Linked DNA regions of Mus musculus: region 2 is linked to region 1. The links are chromatin contacts, called in public promoter capture Hi-C maps. All regions are on one chromosome and are shown on one strand. Each heading gives the region's core, a stretch centred on a gene start, on an enhancer-like site or on the middle of the called end of the contact. The rest is flanking DNA. Distances are from core to core; before and after follow the strand shown. Region 1 overlaps Vps13d (vacuolar protein sorting 13D). Region 2 holds the start of Tnfrsf1b (tumor necrosis factor receptor superfamily, member 1b).

Evidence for each region. Promoter capture Hi-C pulls out the DNA fragments that hold promoters and counts their contacts.
Region 2: a contact with region 1 is called in a promoter capture Hi-C map of pre-B cells. The contact joins the promoter of Tnfrsf1b here to the enhancer-like site in region 1. A contact is called at or near these places in 4 of 39 promoter capture datasets (the C10 cell line, the HPC-7 cell line, liver and 1 more), 1 of 484 Hi-C or Micro-C datasets (B cells), 4 of 115 datasets of contacts at active chromatin or transcription factors (bone marrow-derived dendritic cells, bone marrow-derived macrophages, embryonic stem cells and 1 more) and 1 of 9 other capture datasets (adipose tissue).

Annotation. Positions count from the first base shown.
Region 1 is chr4:144,981,502-144,985,732 of GRCm38.p6, reverse strand. It overlaps Vps13d (vacuolar protein sorting 13D), which reads left to right. Exons shown (of 70, transcript NM_001276465.1): 68 at 2,284-2,415. Among named protein-coding and RNA genes, the nearest start is that of Gm36317, 20 kb to the right of the region's middle. Within about 2 kb of position 1,527, at least 44 of the 459 cell types and tissues checked have an H3K27ac peak or open chromatin away from gene starts, as enhancers often do. A contact at or near this core is called in adipose tissue, where this site is marked.
Region 2 is chr4:145,244,468-145,248,905 of GRCm38.p6, reverse strand. It overlaps Tnfrsf1b (tumor necrosis factor receptor superfamily, member 1b), which reads left to right and starts at 2,036. Exons shown (of 10, transcript NM_011610.3): 1 at 2,036-2,182. The coding sequence starts at 2,105. It overlaps Gm36233 (a long non-coding RNA gene), which reads left to right. Exons shown (of 3, transcript XR_001784499.2): 3 at 4-108.

The DNA of each region.
Region 1 (4,231 bases), core at 278-2,777:
TTGGTTTGCCAGACTACCTTCATTTTCTTCAGAGAGATGCAGTGTTCACAGTCAGTTTTCCCCTCACTCCGCTGTTAAGCACTAAGGAAAGCTACTGTCTTGAAAGGAACAGGACACATGTCCACAAAGTTTCACATCTTTCCTTTGTTTCCCTAGTGGACTAGACAGAAGTACCCTAGGAAAATGAGATGATGCCCCTTAAACATCATAAAACCTCGTCTTTGCTTTGCAGCCCAGTGTAGGCCTCCACTGTTCCCCTCTCGCAAACCATTCACCATTCTGTTGCTTCTCTGCAGGCAGCCAGGCGCTGCTGAAGCCAAATGTTTTTTTCTCATGGTGTGTGCTGTTTGTGTGGAGGCAATAAATACACACATGTCTGAGTGAGGTGATATTCTCACTGATGTAGGGGGAATTGGCATGCAGGAGGCTAAGGCAGGCCAGCCAGTTCAGGGCCAGCTAGAGCTATATATAAGTTCAGGCCCCGCATGAGCTACGACATAGTAAGACCCTCACTCAAAGCAGATAAACCCAAATTTGTTAGCAGGTGTAGAGAGGTGGATATTATAGTTAGTGTGAAGTATATGTTATAGGAAAGCCCACAAATATCTGCAAGTTGGGAAGTGGGGTGAAAGGATAATCAAACCTTGTGTTGAAAGGAGGTAGGAAAGTGACCTCACCATCTCCCTTTAGAAGGGATGTCTGGTCTTCTACTTGCTATCCAGTGGCACTTCCAGAGTTTCTTAGGCAAAAGAACTATGGGAATGCTTGGGGAAGACATGTTATTGATCCGTCTAGACAGTGAAATGACAGCAGTTGTTTCACCAGGCCAGGAAACTAAAACACGCTATCTGGAAAAGTGCACCCAGCACCTTCCTGCGGACACCTTGTATATGGTGACCTGCTAGCATCCAAAGCTGAGCAGTTATAAAGTTCCTCTACAGTGGACCCATAGTGTCTGCCAACATCACCATCCCTGCTTTCAGGGAGAACTCAGGGGTCGGCACATTAGTAAGCCTAAACCTTGAAGGAGGAATTGAGCCTAAGCATAGTGGAGTATGTAAATATGTGCTGTAAATGAAGCCAACCCATTACCTAGTCCCTCATGCAAGTCACTGTGTCTTTATATAACTCCTGGAAACACAACCAAGACTTAAGCACCCTCATACCTAAATATTTGAAAATTGTCTGGGAGTAGGAGACTCACTCTCTGGCTTCCTACGAACTGTCACATGTATATACCTCCCCCCATGGCACCTTCTGGACCCACAGCCTGGCGAACTCAGCCTGACCTGTGTCCAGAAACACTTGCAATGATCTTAGCTCTGCAGATAGCCTGTGGCAAGTTCCAGGCTTCTGCTTCCAGGATCCTACCCAGACTTGCCCTACAGAGTACCTCTTCCCGGTCGGTCTGTCTCCACTAGCACCGGTTCTAAAGTGCTGATTCAGTGCGGCTGCCTGCTCCCCTCGTTGAGGTATGTCTAGAGAGGGATGTTTTGCTTCAGTGGGTTCCAGGAACAAATAATAGAAAGTACAGCAAGTGCACAGCTAAGGACAGACCCAGTACAGGCTTATCAGTCATCTGAAGTATGTGCTGTCTTTCCAAGACAAATATGGACTCCTGTTTCTAGGAAAACACCAAAAAGTATTTATCAATTATCCTGTCTATGGTTTGTGGAAAAAGACAACAGCAGCCGACCCTGAAAGCCATAGCAAAGCAGATTCCTTTAGGCAACCAACAGCCAAGGGCATGAGTTAGAGCTGCTGCTGTGGCCTGGGACTAGCTCCTTCCCGTGGCTGCTGCATTCCTTACTCTTTACCAGGGAGACTGAGCTCACTCCATAGGAACCTGGTAACATGGTAGGTTCACACTATAGCCTAGGCCCCTGCTGTGTTCTTCCTGAACCCACGGCATGTCCCCAGAGGGCTGACCCAAAGAGACCCTTAGCCAAATGGTGTGGGCCACGGGAAGCTTGTGATAATCATCCTAAAGAGCCATGGTGATCGGTAATCTATGCTCTCCAGCAGAAGCCCAACAGATAGGTAATGACATCCTATCACACAAAAAGTGAAATGGGGAGCTAAGGAAGTTAGCACATTGAACGTCATAATAATTTAGAGCCAAAAGATCGTAAAGTCCAGTCTGAATCCACAGTGGGCATGTCATATACCACACAGTCCTGCAGCAGCTGGATTCTGTCTATTAAGCAATGCCTTTTCAAACAAGGAAGGAAAATCCTTTTAACCATGACACTTTAACCTCTTCTTGTCCATTTGCCCTTCTAGGACCCAAGCCCAGAGGGTTCGGAAACCACGTTGCTGCACTGGTCCCCAGGGGCTGCTTCCTCGATATTCTGAGAGCCAAGCAGAAGGACAGGAACAGCTCTTCAAGCTAACGGACAACATCCAGGACGAGTTGTAAGTGGGGGGCTGTAAGAAACAGCCCATTGGTCTACTGTTTTGCCTTGTCTGTCTTTGAGAAATTTCTTTATGACCCAGGAGCTTCATGCTGATACAGCCCTTGGAAGAGACTAAAGAATGACTTGTCCTAAATGTCAGATTGTAAATGACCAGTACCAGAGGGAATGGCTCTCAGCCTGCTCCAAAGCAGACCTCCCTGTGTTGTCTCTGCGGTATCAGTCTCTGTAGTCAGTTCAGAGAGGCCGGGGCATGAGATAGTCTCAGTCTTAAGGGACTTTTGTCCCTTATATATATTTTGTTTTGTTTTGTTTTGTTTTGTTTTGTTTTGTTTTGTTTTGTTTTTTGAGACAGGGTTTCTCTATATAGCTCTGGCTGTCCTGGAACTCACTTTGTAGACCAGGCTGGCATCGAACTCAGAAATCCGCCTGCCTCTGCCTCCCGAGTGCTGGGATTAAAGGCGTGCACCACCACGCCCCATATATTTTTTTTTAACTTTACTGTTTGCTAGAGAATGCTAGCAAACTGAAACTAAGAAGCAAATTATTACCCATCGAATATCCTGGAAATGCAGTTTTCTTAATTATTTTGTTGCTCTTACACATTTTCAGTTAGTGAGATTATTCTTAGCTGACATGGTAACCATGGTAGTCTCTGGTGCTATTTTGTGGAAATTCTCCGAATGTAAGGTGCTGTGTGACCTGTGCTCTCTTGACCAGGTGTGAGATGACTGAATTTGGGGCGTAGAAATGTCCTAGTGTAACTTGTATCCTCTGAGGTGAAGCGAACTAGGGAAGATTCTGGCACTGTGGGTGTTGCTGACTGGTGGAAGCGTTCAGGGGAAGATTAGCTCCTGGGGGTGGCCTTCAGTGTCATTGCTTGAGACAATACCAGAGGCCTCAATTCCCATTTCATATCTTGTTTGAATGAGAACATAGAAAACGAAGTCTAGAATTTAGGAGATAGGATATGGCATCTTCTTAGGTGTATCCTGCCATGGTATCACTGGAGTATCTCTAAATAGTGCTGTGCACTTCTTCCCTTGAGCCTATTCTGCTACCAACACATGCTGTGCACCGAGAGGCTTCAACAACAGAAACTTAGATCTTCATTTCTGAACGCTGAGAGGGCTGAGACCTTCCTATAAACTGCACTATTGATGGGATTTTGAGCCTCAGACTCAAACCTAGAGAGTCATTTCTCAGCAAAACGGAACATAATATAGACTCTACTGGAGTGTCAGCCAGTGATAGCTAGGGTGTCCCACTCACTGGAGAACCCTCTGAACCTAGAAGTGCCTGGGGTTTAAATCACTCAATAAACTCAGCTGGAGAGCTGCAGGTCAACATTTGTGTTAACACATGTCCTACTTTCCATTTCCCATGAGGACTTAGGGATACTATCAAAGGATAAGTAAGGGGTGAGAGATGTAGCTAAGCTGGTAGAATGCTTGCTTAGCATGCACAGTGCCCCAGGTTCCATGTCTAGCACTGCATAAACCAAGAGTAGTAGCATTTGCACTCAGGAGATGGAGGCAGGAGGACCACAAGTTTAAAGTCAGCCTCAGCTACCTTCCACAGTCAGCCTGGCATCCCTGTCTCAAAAAGGAGGATGGGCTAAGTAAAATTACAGATCTTTGGGTGTTAAATCTTAAATTCTTTGTTAACCCACCTCTATTTGATCCAAACCATCTCTGGTTCTTTGAAACAAGATTCATTTGTAATAGAATGATAGAAGAACAGAAAAACACTCTGGACAAATTGTATAGTCCAGGCATCGTAGAGTTGCTGCCCACATGGTACACACCCTGGAAACA
Region 2 (4,438 bases), core at 787-3,286, 260 kb before region 1:
TAGGCACCAAGGGAATAGCCAGAACAGGATGGTGTACCTGTGTCCTAGAGGAGTATATAATGTGACAGAGTGAACAGTGACTGGGCTGTGTAGGAGCTCCTTGACTTTGAAGGTAACTAAACTGGGTTTGAAACAACACTACTCCCTCCTAGCTGTGAAAGGTCCTATAAAACTTCATCTCCCCCCACCCCTGCTCCTGCAAGACCACATGTACCAGCAGACATATGTTGCTGACCCTGAGTAGTCTTCCAGTAACTGCTGGTTTCACAACTACTAAGTGTTATCAGTGTGAATAGCAAGTGATCCCTGGTGAAGATTTGCAAGGCACCTGCACAGGTGCTAAGTTAGCTGTCAGGGATTGGGCGGGGGGGGGGGTTGGGGGGTGGAGGTGGGCTGTCAGGCTGTACTATTTTCACAGAATAACAGCTGATGCTATATCGTAAGTAGCATTTTAAAAAATCATCAGGGTAGAGCTGCTGTGATTGCTATTGGCGGCTTTATAAGAAGAAAAAGAGAAACACAAACACACACACAAACACACACACACACACACACACACACACACACACACACACACACACACACCATCCGTATCTCTTACTATGTAGTTTTTGCCACCAAGGCTATCGTCAGCTATGTTCCATTAACGTTGGATGAGAACCATGAAACGAAGTCACCCCGTTCTCTTCAAAGTGTATGACATGTGTGATGCTGAACCGCAGAATACAGACTAAGTTAGGAACCAGCCTATGGTCTCCCACATGTGATTCTTGGTGGCATTGTTACCTGCCTGGAGAGAATGAGTAAATTGGACCCACTGGGCAGAATCCAGGGCAGACCACTGAATCTTGCTTCTGACAGGTGACACTGGCTTTCAGCTTTCTCAGATAGACCAGAGCACCTCCTCCACATGTCTTCCACAGGAGGCTTAAAGACCAGAACCCTCCCTGCCTGCTCAGTGGCTACCCCTCTTCAGGGTTGAGGTTTTGAGCTGAGACCTATGTCTCAGAAACATGTGAGAACCAGGTGATTTCCCAGGCTCCTGACCAGCAGGTGGGATTTTCCATCCTCCCAAGGGTCACTTCCCAGTTTCTCCCCCAGCACCTAAAAGTACCGTCCTTGAGGTGGCCCTCACAAGGGCCAGTGGCTGCGGGTCTCTCAGTATCTCAATCAGCCTACAGTAAGAGTGTATGTGTCCATGAGGAGGGACAGAATAGTTGCCTGCCTCCCTACCCACCCTACCTCTCCAAATACTCCATATTCAGGGCTGTAGGGATATGCACTGTCCTTGGGAGCTTGCTGATGAGGTCAGTTCTAGGAAGCAAGACTTTCTGGATGGTTTTCTTCCTCGATTTCTGTTTACCTATCAGCCAAGAGAACTCAGAAAAAGAGGACTGCTCTTACTTAGGGTTCCAAGTATGTTTAAGGAAAAAATGAAACATATTAAAAAGAGCTATACCTATGCAATGCTGCTTATACTATGCCTGTACACTCCGAGTAAGCAGACATATGCTGCACATTATAGGAGCCATATTATATAGCTCATATTAATAAGCTCCATGAGAAGATGCAAACATTCATGTGGAGTTAGCCTGGCTCTAGAGTCTAAATGAGTGAATTATCTAGAAGGCTTTGGTTCTCCTGAGCGGTGCCAACTTTGGGACTGCTTTCCCCCCATGTCCTACCACGAAGAGTAGGAAGTCCATGAGATCTGGGACGGGCTGATGGTGACAAATTAGCTGGGGGAGGCCCAATCAGGGCACCCAGTCACGAATATAGTGGACACCTGCGCCAGTCTCTTCCCCACCACTGGAAGGGTGTCTCGAAGAGGAAGGAGTGATAGAAGCGCATTCATTCCCGGAAGAGATGCTGGAGAAAGAGGCCCAGAGATGCCAGGGAATCACAGGTGGAGGTGTCCTGCGAGGGGCGAGGACTCTGTGTAAAGAGGCGTGTCCTCAGGGCGCGGCCCCGCCCATTCCCGCCCTCCCCCCACCCCCTGGTCTGCCCTAGCTCCTGGCCTGAGGGTTTCGCTTTCAGTCACCAGCTAGAGCGCAGCTGAGGCACTAGAGCTCCAGGCACAAGGGCGGGAGCCACCGCTGCCCCTATGGCGCCCGCCGCCCTCTGGGTCGCGCTGGTCTTCGAACTGCAGCTGTGGGCCACCGGGCACACAGTGCCCGCCCAGGTGGGTGACTCTTGGGGTCACGGGGGACAGCTGCGCATCACAAAGTGCCCATTCCAGCTACTGCTACTGCACAATTCCGGGACAGCATGAGAGGCCATCACGTCCCCAGCAGACACGCGCCACGCGCCTCTGGGGACCCACTGGGGACCCGAGGTCTGGCCCGTTGGGATCCTGGGGTGGTACTCGGTTCCCGACAGCCTTATGTTCCAGAAATACCCAGTGGCTTTCTCCGCGAGCTTGATCAGGGCTCGAATAACACCCAGCAGGGCTCAGGAACACTGTTCATCCTTGCGAAATCCCTTCTGTCCCGCGGTCTCGAGGCGGGAAGGACCAGGGCCACTGCCCCATTGCTTGAGCGGGTTGTGTCGTCTGAAGACTTCCTTCTCTGCGCCATGGTCTGTCTCTTTCTTAGAAACCCTGGGATTACTAGATGTTGGCGGGGCCAGGAGTCTAAGTAAGCGCCTAGTATAAGAGACCGATGGGGAGTGAGTCACTTCTCTGTCACTAGATTGCTTCCATGGATCCGCCTTGCTGTGTTCAGGGGACGTTTCAGAATGTTCTCAGTGTAGTGGCAGAGAGGGCAGCTACCCCAAGGAACCTCGGGAAAATGGACCGATTAAAGATCCCAGTATCCGGTATTCACATTGCCCCCCTCCCCCCCCCTTCCTGCCTCCATTGATCGAAGACAGGGTAAAAAAAGGCAGATTACAGGTACGGAAAAATGAGGAGGCTCAGAGAAATTACCTTTTTTGAAGGATTTAAAGGGAGCTTGCTGCACTGACATGCCTTTGCTTGGTTCCATGTATGCTCTCTGCCTCCTGAGCCCACCTTGATGGACAGGGTGTGCTTACCTGACTGCAGGGGAGTAGAGTGGAAGGTGGCTTCTGTTGCGTCCGGAGGTGATATTCAATGGTCCTGGGATGCAAAGGAATGGACTCATCCTTGGTGGGTGTAGGTCCTCAGGGAGGTGTCAAGGATGGACTCTGGGTCAGGACAGTCCCAGTTCTGAGGGCGGAGTGTGAATGTGCATGGTTGTGGTCAGGAGCCTGAGTGGGGATTGTGCTCTGAGCTCCAAGGAAGGATAGGTCTTTGGGCACTGAGCTGGGGTCTGTCCCTGGGGACAGACAGAGCACAGGAGCTTCTGTACCGGATGGGACACGCAAGGCTTTGTGGGATCCACAGTGGTTTGGCTGAAGGTGTTTCCCTCAGACTTCCTTCCATACCTGACCAGTCCCAGGTCAGCTTAGACCTTCTACTACTGTTGCGTGGACTCTTAGCTAGTCTGCCTGTGTTCTAACTCCCACAAATCCTCCTTTGACAGAGAGACCTTGCTCAAGCCCAGACACCTCTATCTGGGAAGCCTTTGTAGCTCCTAGTGGTGGAGGCAGAACCCTTCCTTACCTTCAAGGTATTCCAGGCCAGATGGACATATCTGTGTTGCCTGCTCACATGAACCTATGCTCTGTGAAGCTGATGACTAGGTGTCTACCACTGTGCGTGTATGACCCCTGCACACACATTGTCCATATTACAGATCTCTCAACACTTCTGAGTCTTTTGTAAATGCCAGGTCACCAGAAAGGCCTGTACACATCCCCCCACCTAGACATGACCTGCTCTATAGAGCACAGATTCCATGCTACTTTTTATTCTCTGTCCCTCAAGGGTAGAAGGGACCCTTAACACAGAACTGTGCAAGCCTTCTCTTGATTGATTCCAAAGAAGCTCCTGGTTTGGGACACTCAAGTGCCAGATACTGTGTTGGGCACTTTGTCACAGATTAGCACTGAAACTTCCCTTCCAGCTGTTTCTACAAGGTGGGTACCGTTGTTCCACTGAAAGGTGTGGGGATGGGTGACAAGCTGTGGCGTATGCCAGGACCACAGAACTGGGAGGTGATGGGGTGAGATTTGAAGGCAAGTTGCTAGCCTGACTCCCAACATTCTTTCTCCAGACATTCTCTTACCTGTATTCCCACTTCTATCCCTATTGTGGGACTCAGAGATATTGTGTGTAGTGGGTCTGGGCAGCAGAGAGAGCCCTGAGGATATTTGAGTAGGTTCCAGGGGCAGCAAACTTACTTTACCCTTCTATTCAGTCTTTCATTTATTTGGCAGATAAATAGGTGTGAAACAGGGTAGGTGAGCACTTGTTCTGGTCTTACTTAACCTGATATGTATGGCCTCCCTGTCCCTGGGACTCTCAGGACTGAGGACTGCTGTTTGCTGCTCGAGCCAGAGTCTGTAGCATCCCAGG